Linked DNA regions of Mus musculus: regions 1, 2, 3, 4 and 5 are each linked to region 6. Evidence: chromatin contacts called from public HiChIP or PLAC-seq and capture Hi-C data. All regions are on one chromosome and are shown on one strand. Each heading gives the region's core, a stretch centred on a gene start, on an enhancer-like site or on the middle of the called end of the contact. The rest is flanking DNA. Distances are from core to core; before and after follow the strand shown.

Evidence for each region. HiChIP or PLAC-seq counts read pairs in DNA pulled down with a chosen protein or histone mark. Capture Hi-C pulls out chosen DNA fragments and counts their contacts.
Region 1: a contact with region 6 is called in an H3K27ac HiChIP or PLAC-seq map of embryonic stem cells, with 13 times the contacts expected there. The contact joins the promoter of Prkd2 here to the promoter of Ccdc61 in region 6. A contact is called at or near these places in 5 of 39 promoter capture datasets (embryonic stem cells, hippocampal neurons and stem cell-derived epiblast-like cells), 4 of 115 datasets of contacts at active chromatin or transcription factors (embryonic forebrain, embryonic midbrain and embryonic stem cells) and 3 of 9 other capture datasets (adipose tissue, embryonic stem cells and pancreatic islet).
Region 2: a capture Hi-C map of embryonic stem cells shows a contact between it and region 6, with 7 times the contacts expected there. The contact joins the promoter of Strn4 here to the promoter of Ccdc61 in region 6. A contact is called at or near these places in 4 of 115 datasets of contacts at active chromatin or transcription factors (embryonic hindbrain, embryonic stem cells, forebrain and 1 more) and 2 of 9 other capture datasets (embryonic stem cells and liver).
Region 3: an H3K27ac HiChIP or PLAC-seq map of embryonic stem cells shows a contact between it and region 6, with 6 times the contacts expected there. The contact joins the promoter of Slc1a5 here to the promoter of Ccdc61 in region 6. A contact is called at or near these places in 1 of 39 promoter capture datasets (embryonic stem cells), 4 of 115 datasets of contacts at active chromatin or transcription factors (embryonic stem cells and stem cell-derived neural progenitor cells) and 1 of 9 other capture datasets (liver).
Region 4: a contact with region 6 is called in a capture Hi-C map of embryonic stem cells, with 7 times the contacts expected there. The contact joins the promoter of Dact3 here to the promoter of Ccdc61 in region 6. A contact is called at or near these places in 3 of 39 promoter capture datasets (cranial neural crest, liver and second pharyngeal arch cranial neural crest), 1 of 484 Hi-C or Micro-C datasets (muscle stem cells), 6 of 115 datasets of contacts at active chromatin or transcription factors (astrocytes, embryonic hindbrain, embryonic stem cells and 1 more) and 1 of 9 other capture datasets (embryonic stem cells).
Region 5: a contact with region 6 is called in a capture Hi-C map of embryonic stem cells, with 10 times the contacts expected there. The contact joins the promoter of Ptgir here to the promoter of Ccdc61 in region 6. A contact is called at or near these places in 1 of 39 promoter capture datasets (embryonic stem cells), 1 of 115 datasets of contacts at active chromatin or transcription factors (large pre-B cells) and 1 of 9 other capture datasets (embryonic stem cells).

Annotation. Positions count from the first base shown.
Region 1 is chr7:16,841,400-16,844,194 of GRCm38.p6, forward strand. It overlaps Prkd2 (protein kinase D2), which reads left to right and starts at 1,503. Exons shown (of 19, transcript NM_001252458.1): 1 at 1,503-1,634; 2 at 2,083-2,464. The coding sequence starts at 2,225.
Region 2 is chr7:16,814,534-16,817,463 of GRCm38.p6, forward strand. It overlaps Strn4 (striatin, calmodulin binding protein 4), which reads left to right and starts at 1,356. Exons shown (of 18, transcript NM_133789.3): 1 at 1,356-2,101. The coding sequence starts at 1,820. Fkrp (fukutin related protein) reads right to left here and starts at 2,199. Exons shown (of 3, transcript NM_173430.2): 1 at 2,167-2,199; 2 at 531-593.
Region 3 is chr7:16,779,941-16,782,640 of GRCm38.p6, forward strand. Slc1a5 (solute carrier family 1 (neutral amino acid transporter), member 5) reads left to right here and starts at 1,406. Exons shown (of 9, transcript NM_009201.2): 1 at 1,406-2,535. The coding sequence starts at 1,961.
Region 4 is chr7:16,873,813-16,876,651 of GRCm38.p6, forward strand. Dact3 (dishevelled-binding antagonist of beta-catenin 3) reads left to right here and starts at 1,505. Exons shown (of 4, transcript NM_001081655.1): 1 at 1,505-1,861. The coding sequence starts at 1,613. 9330104G04Rik (RIKEN cDNA 9330104G04 gene) reads right to left here and starts at 1,074. Exons shown (of 2, transcript NR_152128.1): 1 at 400-1,074.
Region 5 is chr7:16,905,091-16,907,790 of GRCm38.p6, forward strand. Ptgir (prostaglandin I receptor (IP)) reads left to right here and starts at 1,400. Exons shown (of 2, transcript NM_008967.3): 1 at 1,400-2,546. The coding sequence starts at 1,695.
Region 6 is chr7:18,908,955-18,911,765 of GRCm38.p6, forward strand. Ccdc61 (coiled-coil domain containing 61) reads right to left here and starts at 1,450. Exons shown (of 14, transcript NM_001033314.3): 1 at 1,179-1,450.

The sequences.
Region 1 (2,795 bases), core at 253-2,752, 2.1 Mb before region 6:
CAGTGGGGAAGGACTGGAGTCCCATCATACAGAGCAGGGTATGAGCCACTCTGACATTCCAAACAGCAGGCACAGCATGTTCCACAACCCCCGCCTTCTAGACCTGCCCCAGGGTCACGGGGTAAAGGGGGCCGTGAGTCCCAGAAGCAGGCAGTCAAACATGCTGGGGACATGCCTGTCTAGAAGGTACATGTAGGCATGTGGTTTTTAGGGGACACTCATTAGCCAGGCTGTGAGCTCCACGTGGCCTTGCCTCCCCCTGTCCCTCTTTGCAACTTCCCCAGGTGGTAGTTTGGGTTTTCACTCCAGCCTCAGACTTCCTTCCCCAGCCTCTGCCCCCGGATGTGGTGACAGCCAGCACTGTACCCACCTCAGCTGCCCCCAGCAGCGCTGAACCAGTAAGGGGGGGCCCTTGTGGACAAGTTGCTGCTCTCTTAAAGCTCCAGCTACCTGGATGTGAAAACTAATTGGTAGCCACTGCCTGACTACTGGAGTAAAAGTCAGAACGGCTCTTGATGGAGTTAGAGTTGACTACACAGACTCACAGGCTCTCAGTTGATGTTAGCTTTTTAGATTTCCTGTTATTGCACTACTGTTTATTTCAGAGAAGGGTGGAGGTCAGGACAACCCACAGTAGCTCAGCTGGTTCTCCTTTGACTATGTGAGTGTACAGGATTGAACTCAGGCCAGTGAGCTTGGCTTCAAATGCCTTTCCCCACCTGGCCATCTCACCAGCCACATGTTGGATGATTCCGTTAACACACCCACCCAGACACCCCTGGATGTTTTCAGTGCCTTCCCTTTCCTCTGCAAAATCAAAGGCAGCCACATCAACTCAACTTTAGCAGTGTCCAGGCACCACCTGTATTTCGGCCTCATGACAGAAAAACTAAGGCTCACAGTGGAGAAGTCACACAGCCAGAAAGATGTCGGCACTTGGTCTCACAGGAGGTCTATCAAGTGGTGGTGTCCTTTGTCATGCCACCTTGGTTGGAGGGACAGGCTTTGTACCCTCAACTCTCTGGAGAGAAACCTGAAATTAAGCTCTCTTGTGCATCCTAAGGCCTCCTCGACTTCCCACCTTATATACTGGGCTTTTGAGCTGGGGACGCGCGCTTTTGTGTGTGTGTGTGTGTGTGTGTGTGTGTGTGTGTGTGTGTGTGTGTGTGTGTGTGTGTGTGTGTTGGGGGCAGGTTGAGTAGCAGAAACTGTAAAGCCACCGGACTTGACAACGATTTCCGACCCTTTCCCTGCGGTGGGCGCCGGATGCGTGCCAGTCTGACAGCTCACTCCTTCAATGACAAAGCGCCTGCCCCTCTCGCGTGCCGCGGTGAACTGCGGCGAAAAGTCAACTTTCCAGGCTGGACTGTGCAGAGGAAACGCTGACCCTTCCGCCCTCCTACCCCCAGCCACCAAATTCCCCCCAACTCCCTGGTGCGGGGTCCCGCCTTCCCCTTCCGTCCCAGTAAGGCCCGCCCTGTGATGTCACGGTGCCCTGCTTTGATTGGCCAGCTGTGCCATCGCTCCTGAGACTTCCTTCTGGGCCGCCGCTGCCGACTTAAACTTTGAAGGGGGAAAAATAGAGCTACCCGCGCTGTGCGACCCTCCCTTGTCCCCGACCCGCCCCGCCTTCGGTAACGCTCCCTCCTCCGCCGCCCCTGATCCAACTTTCCTCCGACTTTCACGACCTGTGAGAGTCTCTTCTTTCAGCCCTGGCCCTGGCAACCCCTCCTCATCCCCGAGCCAGTCGGGTTCCTACGATCCACTAGATCCCTGGTCAGACTCCCGTTTTCTACCCCCAAGGCAGAGCATCTTCAGGCCTGCCCTGACTTTGGTCCTGCCGTCAAACCCACCGGATCCTGGCATTCCCTCTGCTTTGCTCTCAGCCTTCTTTCTCCAGGGGCCTTGGATCGCAGTGTCTTTTGATTCCAGGGACCCTGCCCTACCCGACTTTCTTTCCTGGTTTCTTCCAACCTTCCAATCTCTGGGTACCCTTCCCCAAACCACTGTTTTTCTTTCTGAACTCTGCTCTCTTGACTCCCGGCGTGTGACCCACTAGATGCCTTTTCTCTCATTGCCCAGGATCCCGCCATCCTCGCGTCTCTCAACCTGACAGATTTCTCTCTCAAATGCCTGCGTTCTTACCACCACCGCAAGAGAGCTCTCGGATCTAGGTCCCAGGGTCCTTGGTGAGCTTTGGGCGGCAGATCTGGATCTGGCCCCCATGGCCGCCGCCCCCTCCCATCCCGCAGGACTCCCCGGCTCTCCGGGGCCCGGGTCTCCTCCGCCCCCCGGTGGCTTGGATCTCCAGTCGCCGCCACCTCTGCTGCCTCAGATCCCGGCTCCGGGTTCGGGGGTCTCCTTCCATATCCAGATCGGATTGACCCGAGAGTTCGTGCTGTTGCCGGCTGCCTCAGAGTTGGCTCATGTGAAGCAACTAGCCTGTTCTATCGTGGACCAGAAGGTGAGGGCATAGGGGGCTCTCATGATAAAGGAGGAGGCTTTGGAGGTGGCCTGAGATTGTTGGGAGGCCAGAGAGGGGCCTAGGTGACAGACGAGGAGGGGCACTACACCCTAGTCGTGTCCTCACTCCACCACCGGTTTCAGAGAGGCCCGGATAGGGGTGGGGTGCCCAGAGGCCTCCCCAAATTGCCTGTCGCTGCTTGTTGTTTTCTGCAGCGAGCAGGGAGGAAGGGAGGGGCCTACCAGGTGTGGAGTTGGGAGGAAGGGGCAAGTGGGAGCAGCTGATCAGGAAGAGCTCTTCTGATGGGCCCATCCTGGGCCTCCGGTCTTTG
Region 2 (2,930 bases), core at 106-2,605, 2.1 Mb before region 6:
GGTCAGGGAAGAGAGTGAATCTGAGCTCATACTAGCTTTCCATTTCTTCCCCCACACATTATATACGCTGAGTCTGATGTTAAATGCTTGTATTCCCAGCACTTGGGAGGTGGAGGCAGGAGGATTGAAAATTCAAGGTCATCCTTGACCACTGCTTGAGTTTGAGGCCAGCCTGGGCTACATGAGACTGTCAGAAAAACAACAACAACAACAACAACAACAACAACAAAACAGTGTTTAAAGATGGCCCAGCAGGTTCTTGATACCAAGGCAGACCTGAGTTTAGTCTCCAGAACCCAAACAATACAAGGAAAGAATCAACTCCGGCAACTCAGCCTCTGACTTCCACACATGCACATGCACACAATAAACAAACACATGAAAAAAATCTAAGCGTATGCATCACTTGGAATTAGCCTTAGCCTTTTCAATCACAGTAGGTACAAAAAGGAGACCCATTCAGGAAAGCCTTTAAGGACATAGAAAGGGCAGTTACCCATGTGATTACTGTGACATCCAGGGACTCTTACCTCCCTAGGTTTCAGGCTGAGGGTGATCAAGAAGAGTGGTTTCACCTTGGGTCATCTGCCCTGCTGAGGGAGGAACCAGAAAGCATCAAATGAGCCAGCCCCTCCCAACAAAGTGCAATTTCATTCTACCCGCCCGTGAAAGTAGCTAATGAAGTCACAGACTCTTTTGTCTATTTGAAGTCCATAAGCCTGGTTACCACTTCAGTCGTCTCAGGAGTGATGTGGTGGGTAGGAGTCATCAATTGTAAGCTATAACTATCCCTCTTCCATGATGGTGTCCAGAAGGGCAGAAGTGACAGCAACTGTTACCATGACAACCTCTTCTCTAGACTCATGCATCCTTTGGAGCTAATCCTAAACATCCCCTATCTTACAGGACCTGATTGCTAGGATCATCAGACTGTGGGAGATTGCCCTGTTATAGTAACCAGGGCATGGATTTAACTGTTTCTCATCTCCCTGGAAATGGTCCAGGCCCTGTAACCATAGCAACTGTCCCACAGCAGCACTTGTCTTCTAAATAAAAACACCTGGTTGGTTTATCCATGGACTTTCCATAAGGGAAGGGGAGATGGTTACCATGGTAATGGCAACTGGGTTGGCTGGGGGAGGAGTGGGACAGAGGCATTCCTCTTAGAGGAATGTCTTTGGGGCTGGGCCTTTTTTCTACCTGAGCTCTAGGTGAGGGGAGGTTGCTATAGTAACTGATGAGGATAGGGTCAGAAGAACCACCAGGGACTTGGGTTACCTTAGCAACCTCCTCCTAGTGCAATGATAGTAGAGGTTTGGGACTCCACATATGCAAACTGGGAAGGGGCCTCCAGATTGGATAGGGTTATTATGACAACCGACTTCCTCTGGTCAGAGCCCACTCCCCACCCCAGGTCGTCTTTTTTGTTTTTTGTTTTTTTTTTCTTCACTAAGTGAAAGAGATGGGGGTGTATTTGCATTTGGAGGGGATAGGACTCTGACATTGGGGAGAATGCAGAAAAAAAAGTCCGGTCTGGTCTCTCGACCGCAAAGGAGACAATTGCGAGGGACCCTGGGTCCTTTGCCTACGTAGAGGCAGTCCCTCCCCCTCCCTGTCAGCACCCCCGCCCGCGCGCACCACCGGGGTCGACCCGGGTGGGTGGGCGAGGCTCGCGCCCAGCCCCGTGCTTGTCCCCGCTCCCCTCGCCCGCCCAGCGCGCGCGCGCGCGCACACGAGGCGGGGGTGTAGAAGTGTGAAGCTGCGCGTCCGCGCAGGCGCGCGAGGTACAGCGGGCGCGCGGGCCGGCCCCGGGGCCTCCATGATGGAGGAGCGAGCGGCCGCCGCGGTCGCATCGGCCGCCTCCTCCTGCCGCCCTCTGGGCTCGGGCACGGCTCCCAACCCGACGGCGGCGGCCCCGGCCTCCAGCCCTGCTCCTGGGCCCGGCCCGGTAGGAAAAGGAGGTGGCGGCGGAGGCAGCCCGGGCCCTACGGCGGGCCCGGAGCCCCTCAGCCTGCCGGGGATCCTGCACTTTATCCAACACGAGTGGGCACGCTTCGAAGCCGAGAAGGCCCGCTGGGAGGCCGAGCGCGCCGAGCTGCAGGTGAGCGCCACCGCTGCCCTCCCGCGCTCCCCGCCCCAGTCCTGCCCGGCCCGGCCTCGCCTCACCCGCCGCCGCCGCCGCCGCCATCTTGGAGCAATGGCCGCCGGGACGGCCGGGAGGGGGCGGGCAGGGCCGGCGACGGGCCGGCGGCGGGGTCCTCGGGGCCTCGGGGCGGACGCGGGCCGGGACCGGTCAGAGGATCTGAGCAGGGCCGAGTCTGCCGGGAGCCGCGAGTGGGAGTGACGAGCCCAAGCCCAGAGAGCCTGTCTGGGCGATGCGACTCGGGGTTCCCGGGGGACAGAGTGCTGAGAAAGTGGATGGGGTCTGCGCGAATAAATATGCCACGCCTCGCCTCCGGATCCTAACCAGATGCTGGCTGTCAGGGTGGAATGGACTAGATGTCTAGTGGGGTGACACACTCTTAACATCCACTGGGTGCAGGGAGTGAAGAGAGGAAGACTGGAAGCTGGCATGGGGTACCTTGGGGGAGTGGCTGGCCCGGAGCAATTGAAAGGTGGGAGGAAGCTTGATAGGAAGGGGTCCCAGGATGAAGTGTGTGGCCTCCTGTCCAAGAAGGACACTTTGGGCACGTGTGGCTACAATGTAGGGACACATTGGGATCGTTTGGGTGGAACCACGGAGAGGGTAGAGGACATGTTTTGGGCTCCCCCAGGAGAGCTTGAGAGTGGGAAGCGACATTTTGGGTGCTTTAAGGAATTAGAGTTCCGTTATGAAAGATTTGAGGATGTTAGGTAGAAACCCCTGAACTGTTAGGGCGTTTGTTGGGTATATTCAGTGGGAAGACAGGAGCGTCTGAGATGCTGCACAC
Region 3 (2,700 bases), core at 156-2,655, 2.1 Mb before region 6:
GGTCTACAGAGCAAGTTCTAGGATAGTCAGAGTCACACGAAGAAACCCTGCTTCCTTCTCCAACAAGCCCTCCCTGCCCTCTCTCAGGCTAGCCTTTCCCAGCAGCCCCTCATTCCCATCTTTACTCTGATGTCTGTGGCCCAGGCTGGTCATGACCTTGGAATCCTTCCATAGTTGGGATTGCAGTCCTGAGAGCTGCGGGTGAGCGCCTGGTAGAACAGACTGAGCCCTGTAGCCTCCTTTGCTCCACCTCCAGGCAAGCTCCAGACTTTCCAAAAGAGCCATTCTTCAGGGCGTTTCTCAAGTGGTCAACAGAGTTCAGGAAGGGACTCTTGGCTGTCCTCCTCCTTCAGCCCAGCCTCTCACTACCCTGCTTCACCCTTTGGGAAGCCCCAGACCTTTCTCCCACTGATGAAATCACAAGGAATCCGGGTAGGAGGTTGGGCCAAAGAGCTGGCTGGAACCAGTTTGAGTATTTCTCTTACTAGGGGCAGGCAGTGGGGCAGAACGCTCCTAGCCAATCCTGATCCACAAACTTCAGCCTCATTTTCCCCACCCTACATGTCCCAAAGATTCTGGATTCAGCAGACCTCTTTCCTCCTCCTCTTCCTCCTCCTCCTCCTCCTCCTCTCTAAGTCTGTTATTCTTACAGTTGATGGGTAACAGTGTCTAAACTAAGAATGTTTGTGGTGAACTGGCCATTTAAATATTTTTTGCTACATTTATTTATATATTTGTTTATTTGTGTGTGTTGCATGTGCCATGCTCCTGTGGGGAGGACCCAATCTGTGACTATCTGAGGAAAGAGACTGGGTTGCAGCTCAAGCATGAGGGCCTGAGTTCAAATCCCCCACATTCAATGTTGGGGCCTACTGGCCCCTCCTCCCTCCCTTTCCCCAATTTGTTTCTACAGACTGGGTTTCTTTTTCTTTATGTAGCCCTGGCAGCCCTAGAACTCGCTCTGTAGACCAACCAAGGCTGATCTTGAACTCACAGAGATCTATCTGCCTGCCTCTGCCTCCTGAGAGCAGGGATTAAAGGTGTGTGCCACTCATCTGTCTGCCCTTTCTAGGGGTCCTTCTGTGGAATATCAGATATGATCCACAATTAGATTCTTTTGACCAGTGGTGAGGTGCGTGTGGGTGGGTGTGGGTTGGATAGTTTCCCAACGCCCCGCCCCTTTTGGAGGCTTTGCACCCTTTCTGGCTCGATGCCCTTGCCCCGGCCCCGCCCCTGGCTATGCATTGTTATTCACCCTAGGTTGCCCACTGTGATCTTGGCTCCGCCCCTCGCTCGCCACCTGGCGCCGAATGTTCCATAACCAATCAGCGCTTGCGGGACGGCCTCCGCCTTTTCAAGTCCCGCCCTCCGCTTTTTCAAGTCACGCCCCTCCGCCTTTAATCCTGGTCGCTTCCGTCTAGCAGCCTCAGAGACACGCGGCGCGGCCTGGGAGGTTTCTCCTTGGCGCCACTTTCCATATCCCCCGGGCTGCTTCCTATTTGCATCTGGAAATTTGATTTTTCTCTCCAGAGCCCGAAACGCTCGGTCCACTCCTTCTAGGGCTCCAGTACCCAAGAGTCCGAGAGCCAGGCGTCCTAATCCTGGGATCTCGGTCTCCCGGAGCAAGGCATCCCGGATCTATGCCACTTGGGTTGAGCTTCCTGAAGACCTCAGCTACCTGAGTTTCCTTACTCCTTCAGGGAGTCAAAGAACCCTCTGAAGAGCTGTTCCCTACTCCAACAAGGCGCTCTCAACTCCCAGTTTTCGGGGATTCGACATCACCAGGAAAAATAAAGGGATCTCCGCATACAGCTCAGGGAGCCTAGGACCCTCCAGTTTCCGAGATCCGGTGGACGCATAACTTCAAGGACCGCTGCAAAGTTTCAGCCTCCATTCTCGGTCCTAAGGACGTCACACCTAGTCTCCAGGCTCACAAGGAACCTCCCTGTTACGGCTCAGCATGGCAGTGGATCCCCCTAAGGCTGACCCCAAAGGGGTAGTAGCGGTGGATTCCACCGCGAACGGTGGCCCCGCGCTGGGATCCAGAGAGGACCAGAGTGCGAAAGCAGGTGGTTGCTGCGGTTCCCGTGACCGGGTGCGCCGCTGCATTCGCGCCAACCTGCTGGTGCTGCTCACGGTGGCTGCGGTGGTGGCTGGCGTGGGGCTGGGGCTGGGGGTCTCGGCGGCGGGCGGTGCTGACGCGCTGGGTCCCGCGCGCTTGACCGCTTTCGCCTTCCCGGGAGAGCTGCTGCTGCGTCTGCTGAAGATGATCATCCTGCCGCTCGTGGTGTGCAGCCTGATCGGAGGTGCAGCCAGCTTGGACCCTAGCGCGCTCGGTCGTGTGGGCGCCTGGGCGCTGCTCTTTTTCCTGGTCACCACACTGCTCGCGTCGGCGCTCGGCGTGGGTTTGGCCCTGGCGCTGAAGCCGGGCGCCGCCGTTACCGCCATCACCTCCATCAACGACTCTGTTGTAGACCCCTGTGCCCGCAGTGCACCAACCAAAGAGGTGCTGGATTCCTTTCTAGATCTCGTGAGGTACGTTCCCGCCAGGCAGTGGGGTGGTTAGGGGCCAGTGCAAGCGTGCAATCTTTCTGCTTTACCCCCTCTGAGTACAGGGATTACCCGTGTGTGCCGCCACTAGTCACCAAGGTTGAGTCCTCCAGATTGAGTCATGCCTTCTAGAATCTAGGAAAATAAGGT
Region 4 (2,839 bases), core at 255-2,754, 2.0 Mb before region 6:
AAAAAATAACAGGGTTATACGTGGTGACCCACTCCTTTAATACGAGCACTGGAGTAGGGGGAGTCAGATACAACCCAGAGGTGGTCTGAAAGTAACAAGCCAGTCTGGTCTACATAGTTACAGTTCAGCCAGGGTTACTTAGTGAAACCCTCAAAAAGCAAAACAAAACATAATTATGCTGTTAAACGTTCAGAATAACTTTTTTTTAGATGTAGATGAAGAGCACAGAGAGACCAAATACGTTTCCTAGTGTTACTCTGCCTTAAAGTGGCATAGACTCACCACATCAAAGTTGGTTATTGCCAGATGATCATAAAACATTATAAAAGACAGTTTCACACTATATTTTTCTTTCAATGACAGGCTGTCATAGTTAGCCCAGATTGGCCTCGAACTCACCGCGATTCTACGGCCCCATCCTCCCTTCCAGATCTGAGCTTTTAAGGAGTCAAAGGTCCGTCTGAGAAATGGGCTATTTCACAAACGTTGCCGACACACCGGGTGTAGTGACACATGCTGGCCGCGTGAGGGGGCGCTAGCCCGGCTTGCCCAGTGAGAAGAGGCAGAATGCAGCCTTCGAAAGCAGGCAGGCTCAGATTTAGAACTTCAGAACGTTGAGAACAGAGCATCTCAGAAGACTGAGAACAAAGCCTCTTAGAACCGTGAACAAAGGCCCCTGCGAGCTCAGACTGGTGGAACTCAGCTCCACCGCACCTGGAAGACAAAAAAGACCTCAGATTCTCTTCTGGTCAAAGCATAGAATATTTCACCCAGGGTCTTGTAATTCCGTAAATGTGCTGTTTTGATGAGACAGAAACTCGCTGTGTAATCCAAACTAGCTTGAAATTCACTATGTAGTTTAGGCTGGCCTTGAACTCTCAATTCTCCTCCTGGTTCAGCCTCCCCTATGATGGAATTACAGAGCCGGTTTGAACAGGTCCTGCTTAAAAGCATAATCAAACCGTAAGATGTTCAATCCGCTTTACTTCTGAGGGTCTGGGAAAGCTGCCTGGAAGAGGAGGCGTGATCCGGATTCAATCATCACTGATGATCCTTCTGCGCAGACTCAGAAGCTGAAAGTTTGGGAGGGGCGGCAAGAGCAGCTGCGGAGCTGTCACGTGGATCCAGTCTCTATTTATAGACCACCCTTCCCTGGACCTGGAGAGCCCAATGGCAGCCAGCGCTCGCCCGCAAGGGGGCGGAACCAGCTCCAGAACCAAGCGACTGGCACCAATGAAATTGGAGCAAGGGCGGGCTTGCTTCATTGTGATTATAAAGAAGGCGTGGCCACAGCCCCAGGATCGCCGCACAAAGGGGCGTGGCGAGTCTGATACCCCCGTAGGTAGTCCTGGGCATGCGTTGTTAAGGAAAAATGGGGCGGGGCGGAGCCCTGCGTCACGGAAGGCAACAACCAATAGTAGGTCGTTGTCGTGCCTTCAGGGGCGTGGTCATGTAGATGAGGCGCGGGTGGGCGGCCCAATGGGCGGGCGCCTATGCAGATGAGACGGTGACAGCCCGGCCAGCGGGCGGGCGGGCTGCTGGGGCGGGGAGGTGGGACCGGCGAGAGGGGCGGCCGTGGGGCCCGGCCGGGCTGGGGCGGGGGGCCGCAGCCATGATCCGGGCCTTCTCGTTCCCGGTGAGCCCGGAGCGGGGTCGGCTGCGGGGATGGTTGGAAGGCAGCCTGGCCGGGCTCTGCGAGTTGCATTGGCTCCGAGAGAGGCAGGAGTACCGCGTGCAGCAGGCGCTGCGGCTGGCCCAGCCCGGGATGGGGGGCGCCGAGGCTGAGGACGAGGAGGACGCCGAGGAGGACGAGGATGCGGCAGCGGCGCGCAGGGCCGCAGCAGCCCTGGAGGAGCAGCTGGTGAGGGGTCGCCTGTCCGTGCGTCCATCCATGCATTCCTCCCTCCCCCATTCGTTCCCCCACCTCCCTGCTCCTGTGTCCGTCTGTCTGTCTTGGTAGTGTATGCTCAGCACACCGGTCCTAGGGTAGGGGAGCAGGCAGGGGGAAAGAGATAAGACTGGAGACCTGGCTTTTCCTACCCCCAAATAGAGCTGATAGGGAGGATGCACGGCCTCCGTTGGACTCAGCATGGACCCTGTTAACCGTCCTGGATGCCTAGTGTGTGTTAAACCAAACATTCGTCTTCTTACAGATTTCCTATTTCATGAGGGTTTGAAAGTCCCCATTTTACAGAGAAAAAAACTGAGGCTTAGAGACAGGAAGAGACTCACCCAAGGTCACACAGCCGGCATTCAAACATAACCTCCCTCTGGGCCCCGCTACCCGGAATCCATCTTCATCTTTCCTTAAGTCTCGGGGTGCTTGGAGATCCCTGGAGGGGGCGGGGTGGGGGAAGGGGAATCTTCAGGCCTCTGGAGAGAGAGACCGGCTGCTGAGAAACCCCCGAACAGTCCCTGAGGACCCCCGGGGGCATTTTGATCAACCCAATGACACTTCTTTCTTCTACTTGGTCCCATGGCTCAGTAACACGGGGAGGCCAGGTGAAGATAGCTAGGGAGTGAGGGGAGAGAGAGTATGATTCGCCGAGGAACTCTAATGATGACTTTCAAATTGAAAAGGCTCCAGCTCTTTCTCCCTCCCTACATCACTCCTTGAGTCTGGAGACCCTTTCCGGTTGTTGCTCCAACCTTTCCATACCCCAGCATCTCTGTTTCATTTCCTTAACACAGTCTCTGTCTCTATGGTCTTCCAAGACCTGTAAAGCTTCCAAAAACAGAGGAGATTAGAAATGGGGTCGTGGTCTGTCTCTAGGCCTCAATGTTTTTCTGCCTAATGTCTGTCTCCATCTCTCTTCCCTTCCCCCAGCCCACTCCCCTG
Region 5 (2,700 bases), core at 150-2,649, 2.0 Mb before region 6:
GGGTGGAGAGACAGAGACAGAGAGAGACAGACAGACAGACAGACAGACTCGGGGTGGGGGAAGAGAGAGAGAACTGAGACTCCTGCAAGTTGTCCTCTACACCATGAAATGGGTGCACCCATACACACACGCACAAGCACACACACACACACACACACACACACACACACACACACAATCTTTTTGCTTTTTTAAGGTTAAGGTCATTTTTTGGTTACATAGAAAGTTTGAGGCCAGCCTTGGCCACGTGAAATCTGTTTAAAAAAACAGCAGAGCAGCAGCAGCAGCAGCAAGAACAGATTTTTTAAAAAAAGAAAAGAAAAGAAAAGAAAGGAAAAGAAAAGAAAGGAAAGGAAGCCACACAAGGTGACTGGGGTCTCTAAGGTCCCCTCTGACCCTCCAGCAGGAACTGTGGAGTCAGTGAAGGTCCCATCACCTCTGTACTGACAGCTGGGCTGACACTGATCTGAGGGAGGCGGCATGGTCGGGGGAGGGTGTTGCTGAGGGAGGATGGGTGGAGCCTTGTGTGTGGGAGCAGAGCTGGAGCCTGAGATGGCTATCCATCGCCAAAGTGTTAGTATCGGAAGTCAGTGTCGTGAGCGGTGACTGGGGCCTGGAAGTGCTATGGTGCGAAGTAAAGGTCAACCTTTAATGGTGGGTCACCAAAGCCCTGTGAACTGCAGACCATGCATGGACTGTGCGTCCTGAGCTAGGAGCCCATGGATGAGGTCTGGTCAGGCGGCCTCCTTCTTCAACTCCTGGAAGGAGTGAATTGTGTCCAGGGACCAGGACTCTCCATGGTGTCTGGAAAACACTACATCATGGGGGAATTTCCTGGTCATTTCTCAATCCCAGGGCCAGGGCCTAACCCCAGGGCCTGAAGCCCAGAATAGCTCTCAGAGGCTGTTCACACACAGTTCAGGCCATGGCTAAGCTGGAGAACCACTCAGCACTAGGACCTGTCTGGCTTCCTTGGGTTGGTGGTGGTGGTGGTGGTGGTGGTGAGGTTCTGATACTAGGTAACACGAAGAGGGACTTAGATATGAATGCATTTGGAGAGGGGTGGGGCAGACAGACACAGAGGTAGAGACAGACAGACAGACATAGAGATGAGATGCTGGGGAGGGGGCACGTATGAAAAACAGAAAAGGTTGAGTGGGGGTGGAGGTGGCAGCAGGTGACTGTGCTGTGGACTGTATGAGGAAGAGGCAGGAGGAGAGGCAGAGGCAAGAGACGGATACTCAGAGCAGGAGATGGGGTACAAGCCAGGGAAAGCAGGCAGGGAGCCCGAGGGGGCCTCTGGAGACCAGCACAGGGGGAGGAGGGCGGGGCAGAGAGGAAATGAAAAAAGCTGGGGCGAGGAGGCAAGATGAGGAGGGAGGGGGAGGGCGGGCCCTAGGAGGGAGAAGCTGACAGAGATCTACACAGACTCGCACACAGACAGGAGAGACTGAGGGACTTCAGAAGGCAGAGGTGCTGGAGGGTCTAGAAAGCAGAAATGTCAAGGAGGTGACAGAGAAGTGTAGAGGAAAGAACAGGGGGTAGGGGACAGGGAACACTGAGGCACAAAGGGACAAGGACCTGACAGAGAAGGAAAGAAACAGGAGAGGGACAGACACAGGAGAAGACAGAAACAAAAGACAGAAACACACGGGCAACTGGGAATTGACTGGCAGATCCCAGATCCTATGAAGATGATGGCCAGCGATGGACATCCTGGACCCCCTTCTGTCACTCCTGGGAGCCCTCTCAGTGCAGGTGGCAGAGAGTGGCAGGGCATGGCAGGCTCCTGCTGGAATATCACCTACGTTCAAGACTCGGTAGGACCTGCCACCAGCACGCTGATGTTCGTGGCTGGTGTAGTGGGCAACGGGCTGGCATTGGGCATCCTGGGTGCCCGACGGAGGTCACACCCATCGGCCTTTGCGGTGTTGGTCACTGGGCTGGCGGTGACGGATCTGCTGGGCACGTGCTTCTTGAGCCCTGCAGTGTTTGTGGCCTATGCTCGAAACAGCTCTCTGCTGGGCCTGGCCCACGGTGGGACGATGCTGTGTGACACTTTCGCCTTCGCCATGACGTTCTTCGGCCTGGCCTCCACGCTCATCCTCTTTGCCATGGCTGTGGAGCGGTGCCTGGCACTCAGTCACCCCTACCTGTACGCCCAGCTGGACGGGCCGCGCTGCGCCCGCTTTGCCTTGCCTTCCATCTACGCTTTCTGCTGCCTCTTCTGCTCACTGCCCCTGCTGGGCCTGGGCGAGCATCAGCAGTATTGCCCAGGGAGCTGGTGCTTCATCCGCATGCGTTCCGCCCAGCCTGGCGGCTGTGCCTTCTCCCTGGCCTACGCCAGTCTCATGGCCCTGTTGGTGACCTCCATCTTCTTCTGCAACGGCTCCGTCACTCTCAGCCTCTATCACATGTACCGCCAACAGAGACGCCACCATGGCTCGTTTGTACCGACCTCTCGGGCACGAGAGGATGAAGTTTACCACCTGATTCTGCTGGCCCTCATGACCGTCATCATGGCCGTGTGCTCCCTGCCTCTCATGGTGAGTGTCCCTCGGAGCTGGGGTGCAGGGGGAGGAGTGGAGGGCAGCATCCATCTGTGCTCTCCACTTGTCGTGTCTATTTGACAGATGTGAAAACCGAGGCTCAGAAAGGGTCAGATGGTGACTTTGTGTTCCATGTACTCCTGAGTACTCC
Region 6 (2,811 bases), core at 200-2,699:
TAGGTAAAACGAGCCCCAAGCTCATCCTGTGACCCAGACTGATCTCAAACTGCCAGTCCTTCGCCTCAGCTGCCCAGTCCTGGGATTACAAAGGTGTGCCACTGTAGGATGCGTTATGACACTTCAGGGTTCATTCAGAGGGGCTGTCCAGACGACTCAATGGGTAAAGCTTCCTGCTGTGTAAACCCAAAGAGCGGAGCTTGACCCCTAGAATCCACAGAAAGGTGGAAGGAGAGAACCAACCCAGTGTTGTTGTCCGACCTCCACAGCCACAGCCATATAGCTGGTCCTTGCTACTTTGTGGGTTCTTTCCCCCAGGCTTTATCTCCCATTTTCACCCCCTAAATACTAGATAGGAGAGAAAACAAGGATAGAGGGGAAGAGAGGAATTAGGAAAACCCCTGAATCTAATTTCTTTCCTTTTGTTTCTTCTTCGACCGTGACTACTAACAAACCACAACCAACCTTCCTAAATGACCAACAACCCTGCACACATGCACATACACATACAGGCACACATGCTTCTTGGGGGCCCTAACATTTATATGCTCTCTAAAATGTTCCCAAAATTCCAAATGTCACACAATCGAAAAAAAAATTATCTGCAGCTGGCAAAAACACACTTCTGCTAGAGCAAGCGGCAAATCATAGTAAGCTGAGAACTGTCCAAAACAGGTACACCTGGGATTAAAATGAAAACATATTCTTATAATATTTCTGTGTTTTTTAAAGGAACCAAAATTCCAAAGCTGTCACTACACACCCATCCTGTGATATGAATCCCCCTCCCATCACACACTTGTGTGAACACACAATAATTTCTATGCGTTCAAGGAAAAAAGGCGAGACACTGTCTCAAAAACAAAACATAAGACTCGTTCCCGACCTCGGCAGCAGTGGTAGAACTATTGACTAACATTTCAAAGTTTGTCATCTAGCACTGCAAAGAAAGCGAGAATTAAAAGTGATTTCACGACAAATAACTTGCTCAGAGCCTGCACACAGTAAACGCCTCTGGTCCGTAGGGTAGGAACACACCCTCAACCCTGGAACCTCAACCCTGCCTTGTCTTCACCTGCCTCCATCCTCCAAACCAACTCAAGTTCAGAACCTACGGCATCTCGAGGACACCCCCTCCGCACCTCGTGGGGTGTAATATATATAAAATAAAACTCTACCTTACAAGCTCTAGTGCAGTATTCGGTAAGGGTTCTCTAAGTTCTAGCCGCGTATCTCGCGAGCGACAACATGATGCATTAAAGACCCCGTGAAATCTCCAGCTTGCATAGGTTCTGGCGTCCACCTGCGTGAAAGAATCGGTGCTCTGGGGACTCCCCACTGCCCGCGCCTGCAGCCCGCGCCTGGAGCCCGCGCCCACACCCGCGTACTCGCTCTTCACCTCCACGGACTCGATCTTCACGAGCGGTTCAACCGCCGAAGTTTCAGCTCCGCCCACATCCGGCCTTCTCACTTCTGATTGGTCTGATCTTACAGGCAGCCATGTTTCCATAAGTCAAAAGCGACGCCCGTCACTCTGTCCCGCCCCCATGGGAGAACCCGCCTTCCGAAGTTTACAATTGGTCTATTTGGAAGAGGCGTTACTAACACGTGTGGGGAGACCTCCGAGGTTTACAGTCTGTTTCTAGTGATTATTGGGTAGATATTCTGCCAATCATAAGAAAAAGGTGGTCCCTTGGAGTAGAAGGAGGATCCCGGAAATAGCATTTTTACTCCGCCTACCACACCCACCACCCCCAGCAAGGCAGGCCTCGCCCACAGAGAAGGAAGGGGCTGACTAGAGTGTGGAACTTGCTCAGAGGAAGGTCCGAGCCTTCAAGTCAGGAGGCTTAGAGGATATTCTCAACTGTAAGGACAGCCTAAGTATACCCTGATCGGTTTGCTAGACTTGGCTTTGTCAGTGCATGCATGACAAAACCTCAAGTGGCCCAAGCTAGTCTCCTATGCATCCTTGAACTCCTGATCCTCCTGCCTCCACCTTCCCGGTACTGAGATTACTGGAGTTGTACCACCATGCCTGGCATGGCACTGGCTTCATTAAAGCTCAACACAGCAAAGTAGGAGTTATTTTTTAATAGTTTTAGATTTATTTATTTTATATGTGTGAGTTTTATGCCTGCGTGTATGCCTGTGCACGACGCGTGTGCCTGGTGCCTGCAGAGGTCGGAAGACGGCGTCAGGAGCCTCGGACTGTAGTTACAAATGGTTGTGAAGCACCTTAGGGATGCTGGAAACTGAGCTCCAGGCCCTTTAGAAGAGCAGCCAGTGCTCTTTTTCTTTCTTTTCTTTCTCCCCAACCTCCTGAAGTTGTCTTGAGACATATCTCACGCTATAGCTTTGGCTAGCCTGAATTTCACTACGTAGATCAGGTTGTCCTCGAAGTCACCGAGACCCCCATGCCTCTGCCTCTACCTCCTGAGTTCTGGGATTAAAGGCACATACACCATGGCATCAGGCTAGAGGAGTTTACTTATTTATTAGATGACACTTTGTGTGTGTGTGTGTGTGTGTGTGTGTGTGTGTTAGGGTGCATGTGCCACGACCACAGCATCTGTAACCCTATTCCTAACAAAACAAGAACAGGATACCAAGCTTTCACTAGCCAGCCTGCCTAGCCACTCAGTGAGCTCCTGGTTCAATGAGAGATCCTGTTCTCAAAAATTAAGGTGTGGAGACCTTGAGGAAGATTGCAATATTCACCTCTGATCTGTGCAAGGGCAGACAAAGGCTCAGTGGGAGAGCCCCTGCCTAGAATCCCCCAGTGATGGGCTGGGGGCGTGGCTCAGTGGTAGA